2 separate regions of the Sus scrofa genome follow, and region 2 is linked to region 1. The links are chromatin contacts, called in public Hi-C maps. All regions are on one chromosome and are shown on one strand. The core of a region is the stretch at or near the end of the contact, and the rest is flanking DNA. Distances in the headings are between cores, read along the strand shown. Region 1 holds the start of COPS7B (a long non-coding RNA gene). Region 2 holds the start of GIGYF2 (GRB10-interacting GYF protein 2).

What was found. Hi-C and Micro-C count contacts between places; a contact is called where the count stands out from the background.
Region 2: a contact with region 1 is called in a Hi-C map of liver, with 4 times the contacts expected there. The contact joins the promoter of GIGYF2 here to the promoter of COPS7B in region 1. A contact is called at or near these places in 1 of 5 promoter capture datasets (liver) and 1 of 47 Hi-C or Micro-C datasets (liver).

The regions. Positions count from the first base shown.
Region 1 is chr15:132,425,684-132,430,960 of Sscrofa11.1, forward strand. COPS7B (a long non-coding RNA gene) reads left to right here and starts at 1,340. Exons shown (of 7, transcript XR_002339490.1): 1 at 1,340-1,552. It overlaps PDE6D (retinal rod rhodopsin-sensitive cGMP 3',5'-cyclic phosphodiesterase subunit delta), which reads right to left and starts at 995. Exons shown (of 5, transcript XM_003483755.4): 1 at 737-995. The coding sequence starts at 786.
Region 2 is chr15:133,176,949-133,181,957 of Sscrofa11.1, forward strand. It overlaps GIGYF2 (GRB10-interacting GYF protein 2), which reads left to right and starts at 3,690. Exons shown (of 30, transcript XM_021075631.1): 1 at 3,690-3,792.

The DNA of each region.
Region 1 (5,277 bases), core at 90-2,589:
AGGCATCGCACCGCATCTCACACACACAAATTTAGGGCCCTTATTTCGCTGGAAAATAAAACTGAGGAGCTAAGGGAGAAGCAGCGACCGCCCAATGCCTCCAAGGGCCGAGACAGAGTTAAGATGAGGTCCATCTCAGACTTCTCCCGCCGCACCTGCCTCTCCAGCCCTGGAAGGAGCCACAAGTGAGGAAGAGAAGTTGTGGAAACAAGCCGCGGGGGGTGGGGTGGGGTGGGATGGGATGGGAGAACCCGAGACAGTTCGATACCCGCTTCTGCATTTGTCCCACACAAGGTCACTCGCTCCAAGTCACTTTTCCCTGCTGCCCGGGTGGGCTTCCCGCCAAAGAGGCAGCTGGGCTTCGAGGCCAGCCCACCGCGCCCCCTCGGCCCTTGCCTGCGGGCCGCAGCTCCTTCCCGGCCTCTCTTCTCGGACCCAAGCGCGCCTTCCCGACACCCGTTTCCGACGCCCTGCGCCTCTCTAAGCTCAATTCCGGGGCTCCTCGCCTCTAACCCCGGGGCTCCCGTCAACGTCCCCTCCCTCCCTCCCTCCGGACGTCCCTCTCCGCGCCTTCTGCGCCCCGTCCCGCCGGGGACCCGGGACGCCTTTCCTTCCCTCCCTTCCCACCGCCCCCTCCCGGGTGCCCACCTGGTGCGGCCCCCGCCCCCGGCCGGTCTCCTCAGCGAGCGGCCGCCTCCCAAGTCCTCCCGGCCCCGCCCCGCTCCCGGGTGGATACAGTTTGAAGCCCCTCAGGATCTCCTTGGCCCGCTCGTCCTTGGCTGACATGATGCGGCGGCCGCCGCCTGCGGCTCTCCCTCGCTGGCCCGGCGGAGCCTCGCAGATGGTGCCCAGGAGCCGAGGACCGAGCCGGCCTGGACACCTCGGGCGAGCAGCGGCTGCGACCAGACCCGGACCCGCCTCTCCCTCCCCTCAGCTCCCACTCCTGATCCCTTCTCCTTCCCCCTGGCCGCGGAGCGCCCGCCCGGAAGCCAATGGAAAGCCCGTCTTGGCGATTGGCATCTTGATCAACCAATAGAAACACTCAGCGGCTTCGCAGGGGGACGAAGAGCGTCAATGGGAAGGGCCCATCCCGGGAAGTCCCGTAGGACAGATTTTTTCATTCGGTGTGGTTGCCTAGAGTTTGCCTCAGAGGAGGGTTGGCTTCAGATCGGCAGAGGCTCCAGGGGCTTGCTCCTGCGGCTGGGGACAGTAGGGCTCTGAGATGACGGCAGGCTGCCCTGTGCGATGTGGCGGAGACTACACTTCCCAGCATTCTAGGGGGTTGTCCGAGGGACCACATATCCCAGCACGCAACAAAAAGCCCAGGGACTGCAAATCCCAGCATTCCCTGCACCCTAGTCCTCTGTAACTTAGATTCCAGTGTGCCGCGCAGTGTGCGCAAATTCATACATCTGCCTGTAGGCTTGGTGGTTTCTGAATCCCGAGACTTGAAACTCTTTGGGAAGATCCTCTTCAACCTCAAAAGAAGATGACAGCCCACAGAGAGACAACTTGTATTTACATGGAACTCAGAAATCTCCTGCAAATCATGGTAAGCCTGAAACAACAAACCCCAAAACACTGATTAAACCATGAAAGCTAATATAACAAAATGACTCGTTGAAATCAGGCTTGCTCGTTGGCCTGGGGCGCCTTTTACGTGTTTTGTAGAGGTCTCTGCTGTGCTCCTGCGTTGGACTGGAAGAGATATGGATTGTGAACTCAGAATATCAATACAGTTAGGCTTAGGAGAATTTGCTAATCCAGCCCCTGTTTTACATATGAAGAAACCGAGGCCCAAAGAGGCAAAAAGATTGTTCACAGGTTACAGCAAGTTGGGGCAGAGTTAGGATTGGGCTCTTAAGTCTACTGTAGTCTGGGCTCTTTGCTCTACACTAGGGTGGTGATATTTTTAGCAGCATGGCTATGCTATCTTAATATTCTCCTTGGTGAAGTTTTCCCACTCAGGTTGAAACACCCAGAGGTTAGTGGGAATAAAAAATGTTGCCTGCCATTTCAGTAAACAATGAATGTTACCCACTATCAAGCCACTGGCCACTGAAGCCACCCCGGAAGATGGGCTCAGAGGTGAATTCAGGATACATGGAGGAAAACAGGATACTTGCCCTACATAGTTAAGATGCATATCTAAGGAATAATTTCAATGAGCCCAGACTCTTGCTTCTTCCCATTCATAGAAAAGCATTAATCATTAATCCGAGATGTCTAGTTTTTGTGATTGGCAGTGCTCTTTTGTGTTCGACTAAATGTTCATTTTTTTTTCGGGAAAAAACTGTGTATCCTGGCTCCTCCCATATCTCTTTGGAGCAGTTCCTCAAAGCTATCTGAGGGGCTGTCTCCCAGGCTATAGTCCTCAATAAGTCCCCCCACCCCATCGCACCCCTGCCGGAAATAAAACATAACTCACAACTTTTAGGTTGTGTGTTTTTCTTCACTCGACCTTAGGTAAGCATTTATTTGGTGGATTTCCTACAAGTGAAGGAGGATAACGTTTGTTTATCCCCAGTCCAGATAAGACCTGGTGTTTTATTTATTCTTTGTTATTCAAGGTGACATTTAATGTGATTTCAGAAACTAGGCAAAATTGTAGTGTAAGCTAAGGTTTCCTTGGAGATCTGCTGTCTCTTTTCCTAGGCCTACGTCCCTCCTCCTGTCTCCCTTTTACCCACCTGGGAACTCATCCAATTTTTCCTTCCATGTAATTTAACAAACAGCTTTTTCAGTTTTCATTATTGGCCAGGCTCTCTGCTGGTAGAAAGTGAAAGACATGATCACTGCTAGCAGAAGATAACCATCTAGTTAGGGAAATAGGCTCCCCTGAAATTCAAGACGGGCTGTGATAAATGCACAAAAGAAAGGACGGTTAGAATGCTCTAGAGGCCCCAGTGGCAGGGATAGGAATTTTTTCTAGGTTAAATTTTTTTATCTGTACATTTTTTTGTTCATGAGGATAACATATATAGCAAGAAAACAGTTTTTTCCACATGCATATGTATTATCCTCCCCCCAATCAGGGTATAGAATATTTCCAGCATCTCCTGTATTTCCCTTCTCAGTCAATACTGCATCCTCATCTACGTCTTTTCTGACAGATCACTTTTGCCTATTCTCGAATTTCATTTAAATGTAATCATACAGTTTGAGTCTGACTTTTTGCATTCATCGATATTTTTGTGAGATGCATTCATGTTGTATGTAGTCATAGCTTGTTTTTAACAAATTGCTGAATAGTAGTCCATTGTATGTATGCAGCACTATTTATCTACTCTGCTGTTCCTGGGCATTTAGATTTTCAGTTACCAGTTTTCGGCTTTTAGTAACAAAGCTGCAGTGAACGTTCTTGTTTGTTTCTTTTTGTGGACCCCTGCCCTTGTGTCTACAAGAGGGCTTGCGTGGAGGGCGTATGATCAGCAATAGTAGATATTGCCAGTTTTCTAAAGTATTTGTACCAGTTTTCACCTTCACTAGCAACACAAGAGTGTTCTAGTTGATGCTTATCCTTGACAATACAGGGTGGTGTCAATTTAAAAATGTTTAACTATTTTGGCTAAATGTGGTTATCTTATTCTAATTTTTATATGCATTGTCTTTGGTGTCGAGCACTTTTTCATATGTCTTTTGCCCAGTTTTTAAATTGGGCTGATTCTCCTCTTATTAATTTGTAGGGTTTTTTTTTTTTTTTGGTCTTTTTAGGGCCACACCTGAGGCATATGGAGGTTCCCAGGCTAAGGGTTGAATCGGAGCTATAGCCGCTAGCCTACAGCACACCAGATCCGAGCTGCGTCTGCGACCTACACCACAGCTCACAGCAATGCCTGATCCTTAACCCACTGAGTGAGGCCAGGGATCGAACCCGCAGCCTCATGGTTCCTAGTCGGATTCGTTTCTGCTGTGCCACAGCGGGAACTCCCAATTTGTGGCTCTTAATATAGTCTGGATATGGAGTTCTTTGTCTGATACATGCTTTACAAATATCTTTTCCAAGTTTGTGGCTTATCTCTTTAGACTTGTACTGGTGTGTGTGGGTTTTTTTGTTTTTGTTTTTGTCTTTTTGCCATTTCTTGGGCTGCTCCCGCAGCATATGGAGGTTCCCAGGCTAGGGGTCGAATCGGAGCTATAGCCGCTAGCCTACACCACAGCCACAGCCACACCAGATCTGAGCTGCGTCTGCGACATACACCACAGCTCACAGCAATGCCAGATCCTTGACCCACTGAGCAAGGTCAGGGATCGAACCCGCCACCCCATGGTTCCCAGTCGGATTCATTAACCATTGAGCCATGACGGGACCTCCTGTACTGGTGTTTTTTCATAAAGAGAAATTCTTAATTTTAATGTAGTGCCATAGTTCAGTGTTTCCTTTTTATGATTAGTGCTTTTTGCATTGTATAAGAAATCTTTGCCTCTCTGGTTGGTGGATTTTTTTTTCTTTCTTTCTTTGGCCTCGCCTGCAGCATGCAGAAGTTCCTGGCCAGAGATCAAAGCCAAGCTACAGCAGTGACCCAAGCCGCAGCAGTGACAACACTGGATCCTTAACCCGAGGCACCACCACAGAACTTCCTGGTGGGTGGAATTTTCGCAGACAAATATGAGGGAAGAGCATTGCAAAAAAGAGAGCAAGCTTGAGCCTAGGCCCTGGGGTCAGAGAGGGAAGATGTAAGTCCTCTTGGGAGGCGTGGAGTTTGGGCTCTAATTAGGGTAGAGCAAGACAAAGCTGGAAAGGTAGGAAAGAGGCATACTGAGAGGGACTTTAACTGTAGCCTTGGCATCTGGACATGATTGTGGAGGAGGCGGAGGCACAGCTGGAATATTTATAATTAAACAGAACTTAGTTGTCCTCCTACCATCAAATTTGCCCCTTCTCTGCAGCCCTGTTCACCTAACACCTCCTCCAGACAGCTCTGGCCTCCCCAGCCAGAATCCAGGGCAATAGCTTCCTTTCCCTGCATTCAGATGGTCGCCAGGTCTGATAGATTCTATGGTCTAAATGTCTCCAACAAGGACCATTCTCTTTGGTCAAGATCTCACAGTCTTTTAACTGGAATTTATCAGTCCCCTCAAGGGTTTCCCATCCTCCAGTTCTCTCCCCATCTAATCCATTCCTATAGCAGCTAGTGTCCAAAATGGCAATTATTCAGACCTCTCCACAGCTTAAACCCCCGAAATGGCTCCCCAGTGTCCTTGAGATAAAATAAAAATTCTTTTACATGGCTTATACTCTTTCTGATGTGCTTATTCATTCTTCCAGGCTCAACG
Region 2 (5,009 bases), core at 2,440-4,939, 750 kb after region 1:
GAGTTCCTGTCATGGCTCAGTGGTTAACGAATCCGACTAGGAACCATGAGGTTGCAGGTTCGATCCCTGTCCTTGCTCACCAGATTAAGAATCTGGTGTTGCTGTGACCTGTGGTGTAGGTCACAGACATGGCTCGGATCCTGTGTTCCTGTGGTTGTGGTGTAGGCCGGCAGCTGTAGCTCTGATTTGACCCCTAGCCTGGGAACGTCCATATGCTGCAGGTGCGGCCCTAGAAAAGACCAAAAAAAAAAGTTGTTGGATGTTTAGAAAAACACAATTAGTCACAGTTGTTCAACCTCTGTTTGTTACAAATTAAATTCATTTGGAGCTAAATTCCTTATTCCTCCCTCCCTTCAATGATATATTATTCTCAAAGTCTCTGTTTCTGTTAATGACACAATAAAGCTGAAACTTTATTATTCCTGACTAGAGCAGGCATGAATCTACTGCTGTAATTTTATTTTATTTTATTTTTATTATTATTATTATTTGTCTTTTTAGGGCCACACCCGCGGCATATGGAGGTTCCCAGGCTAGGGGTCTAATCAGAACTGTAGCTGCTGGCCTACACCGCAGCCATAGCAACACCAGATCCAATCCATGTCTGCGACCTTCACCACAACTCACGGCAATGCCGGATCCTTAACCCACTGAGCGAGGCCAGGGATAGACTCCGAAACCTCATGGTTCCTAGTCGGATTCGTTTCTGCTGTGCCGCAATGGGAACTCCTATCGCTGTAATTTTAAAACTACTCTCTAATGAAACACTGGAGAGACAGAGTGAATAAAAGGAGAAAGGTGCCCTTCCTGAGGAGTAGATAATCAAGAATTTATTTGGTGTTTAGGTATTTATTGAATATCGACTCTGTGCCAGGACAAAGCCGACTGCTGCGATGCAAAGTTGAAGGGGGCAGTATGTGTAATGGGATTTCGTTAGCTTCCACCTTCACCATCATCATCTCTTAAATTTGGTTCCTGCTTTCTGAAAGCTTATTCTTCACAGGTAAAAATATAGCTTAAGACACTCTGAAAAGTGGTTTGGCAGTAAGGTGAAACAAACACTTGCCGCATAACCATCAATTTTATCCCTAGGTACTTACCTAAGTGAAATAAACACCTTTGTCCACAGGAAGACCTGCATGTGAATATTTATAATGGCTTTATGAATAATCTCCCCAAATGCAAACAATCTAAATGTCCCTCAACTGGGAATGGATGAACAAATATAGTGCATACAATCAAACACCTACTCAGCAATAAAAAAGAAGTGGAGTTCCCTGGTTGCCTAGTGGCTAAGCATCTGGCTTTGTCACTGCAGGGGTTCAGATCACTGCTGTGGTGCAGGTTTGATCCTTGGCCAGGGGACTTCTGAGTGCCACGGGCTTGGCCAAAACTAAAATGAAAAGACCCTGAAACAGGCAATAATGTGACTGAATTTCAAATGCAAGATGCTAAGTGGATGCTGAGGGAAAGCAGCCACTCTCAGAGTTCCCCTCGTGGCTCAGTGGTTAACGAATCCGACTAGGAGCCATGAGGTTGCGGATTCAACCCCTGGCCTCACTCAGTGGGTTAAGGATGCGGTGTTGCTGTGAGCTGTGGTGTAGGTTGCAGACATGGTTCAGACCCTGCATTGCCATGCCCGTTGTGTATGCTGGCAGCTGCAGCTCTGATTCAACCCCTAACCTGGGAACCTCCACATGCCGAGAGTGCAGCCCTAAAGAGAAAAAAAAAAAAAAAAAGCAGCTATGGTTTTATTATAGGACATTATAAGGCAAAATCATAAGGACAGAAAACAGAACAATGATTTCAGGGGTTGGGAGAGGGTGTTACAGCTGACTACAAAGGGTCATTGAGGGAACTTTGGTGGGTGATAGGACTATTCTGTACCTTCATTTTAGAAATAGTTACGCTTGTATAAATTTGTCAAAAGTTGCAAAATTACAAGCTAAAAATGCTAAATTTTACTATATGCAAATTAGATCATATATTGGCATTCCCACTGTCGGGCAAAAGGATTAGAGGTGTCTTAGGAGCACTGGGATGCAGGTTCCATACCCGATTCCTGGCCTGGCACAGTGGATTAAGGATCCAGCATTGCCGAAGCTGTAGCTCAAGTTGCAGCTGCAGCTTGGAGCTGATCCCTGGCCTGGGAACTCCATATGCTGCGGGGTGGCCAAAGAAGAAAAAAATAAAATTATTCCATATATATAAATTAATTTGTATTTGTACTATATATATAGTAGAAATTATGTATATAATATGTAGTACAAGTTATTATATCTATATATCAACCTACAGGTTGATAGCTGGAGTTTTTCAATCAGCTATAGCAACATGGGATCCAAGCCACATCTGCAACCTATACAACTCAGGGCAATGCCAGATACTTAACTCACTGAACGAGGTCAAGGATTGAGCCCAAATCCTCATGGATCCTAATCAGGTTTGTCAACTGCTGAGCCACAAAGGGAACTCGTAGATTCTGTGTTTGTAACAAGCTGATGCTTGTAACAAGTGATGCTGATGCTGCTGGTCCATTGATCACACTTTGAGCAGCAAGGAACTTTTGAGCGGCAATGGTCAAGGAAAGAAAGTATTTCAGAAAGTTGGAGGTGGTCAATCACATTGAAGATGGGGAAGCACTAGGTCAAGATGAGGATTGAAAAACTCCAGTTATCAGCCTGTAGGTTGATGTGTCCTTAGAGCAAGCAGTAGGTGGGTGGGTCAGGATAAAAGCCTCATTGGAATAATTGATGATCGCTTGCCAAGTATGGGAATCAGAAAAGGGCTTTAATGCTTTTTGTGCTGATTGACTTTGAAAGGCAACAGAGAGGTAGGGACCTTGTTAGAGGGGGAATTGGAGTTTTTAACATTAACTTTTAAAATAAAGGACATTTGAGTACTTAAAAAAGTTAATGGAGAGGTTGTAAATAAGAGAGAGGTTGGAGGCACAGGGAAAGACTGGGATGACCCAAGAAGGGTAGAGTGGTCAGATGCACGAAATAAAAACACAGGGCACCAAGCAAGCTAAATGGAAGTTTCAGGCAAACAACGAATAATTTTTGTGTTACGTCTCTGATATTGCTGAGTGGCTTGTATTTTATCGAGCAACACCCAAACGGGAGATTTTTAGGCAAAAGAGTTATAGACCTGGATGCACTAGGAGAGGGTCGGAGCTCTAAAGTCCTCCAGCCGTCACATTCCAAAACTGTAGAATGAGCTCCCTGTTCTACCAAAACCGTTAACAAGTAGAAACTGCTTTGGATTTCCGCTCCTGTCGCTTTCCCATTTTCTCCAGGTGGCAAATAGGCAAGGAAGTGCTGGATGAAAACCTGTGGAAAAGTTCTGGGCTGGAAAATCGGCTCGTAAACGATGCAGAGCGTTTAGAAATGCCAACGGGCTCTGGGTTGGGCGCCTAGGACGGTGAGTCACAGGGCGCTTGGCCCAGATCCAGTTCTACCAACTCTACTCAACTCAAGGGCAGGCAGGGAGCTCCAGCCAAGTGACCCGCAAGCGCCTGCGCCCTGCTGCGGCCCCGCCCTCGTCCAGCCCGACATCCGGGGCTCGGGTAGGGGCGTGTCCGGGGAAAAGGGGAGGGATGAATCGGAAAGGAAGGATGTCGTGGGAGGCTGGAGGAGCTGGGAGGGAGCCGAGGCGGGGCGGGGGCGGAGCGGGGGGCGTGGCGGAACGGGCGCGCTGTCACGTGACGTGCGTGGCGACGTGTCGGCCATCTTGTGTTGTTGAGGCTGAGACTGACTTGGGTTCTGAGAGACACCCTGTCCCGGACCGCAGGTAACCAGCGACTCTGTCTCGCTCCCCTGCCCGGCTCCACTCCGTGCCCTGGCTCCGCCGCCCCGCTTGGGTCTCCGGGGCCTGCCGCCCGCGCTCGCGTTCCCGCCGCTCCGGCCCGACCCAGCCCAGCCGCATGGACACCCACAGGCCGCCCGGCAGCGGCCGCGGCCGGCTGGGGCGTCAGGCGAGGGGACAGGTCAGGTGCGGGGCCGGAGGGAGCCTCCTCCACGGCGGGGGGCACGCCAGGCCCGGGCGCGTCTCGGCCGCCGAGCCGAAGAGCCCCCTCCTCCGGGGCTCGTTGGCATGGCAGAGAGAGCCGAGGGAAGGATGGGGGTAGTCGGGTGGGCAGTGTCAGGCCGGCTTGCTTGGGGCCAGAGGATTCGCCTTCCGCTACCTGCTGTTCGGGACCAGCCACCCGCCCAGCCTCGGGGTGCCTGGGGTAACAGCTGCTCCGGCCAGACGGGTGCTCCTGCCCGCGCTTCGCCCCACACCTGGCCTCTGGGGGATGCGCCCTTGCCTTCCTCACCGAGCATCTGCACTGGGGAGACTCTTTCCTTGGCGAGAGGACTGGGTCTGGACCAGGCCTGAAGCCAGGTGGAGCCATGATCGGAACCTGGGACGGAGGTTGGGAAAGTAGATCCCGTGGCAGCTTTGGGACCCGAACGTTCACGTCGGGTTGAAGTGGGCATCAGCCTTAAGTGTCAGCAAGCAGTTCCCCACCAAGCACTCAGAATATTTCAGTTTTGTGGCTGAAACAAACCAAGCGGCCAGGGAAGGGGGTATGAAAGAAGCAGGTTGTAGGATCGTGTTCGGGAAGCAGTAACGTTGGTTTGCATTTATCTAGCACTGTGTGGTTTTTTTTTTTTTTTTTAATTCTTGCTTTTCCTGAAAGAGCACTTAAGCACACCTGCTTTCTCTGTAAGAAAGGTAAGTATTTCTGTTTAACTTGCAAGAAATTGAGGAGGGGGCCCGGACTGTGAACAGCACCTTATTCGGTGTATATACTTTGGATATAGGCAGTTTTGATTCTCAGTGCAGGAAAGGTATTTCCTTACATGGTGTTTAGTTTTTAGAATCTGATGATTTTCCAGATTAAAAAAATTGTCGTCTTTTCTGAACATTAACTTTCATCCTTCTAATATGTGCAGCCCTGGCCTTTCAGAGTTTGTCCATTTTGGTTAGAACACAAACTCGTGGTCTCATTCATTCAGGTTTTC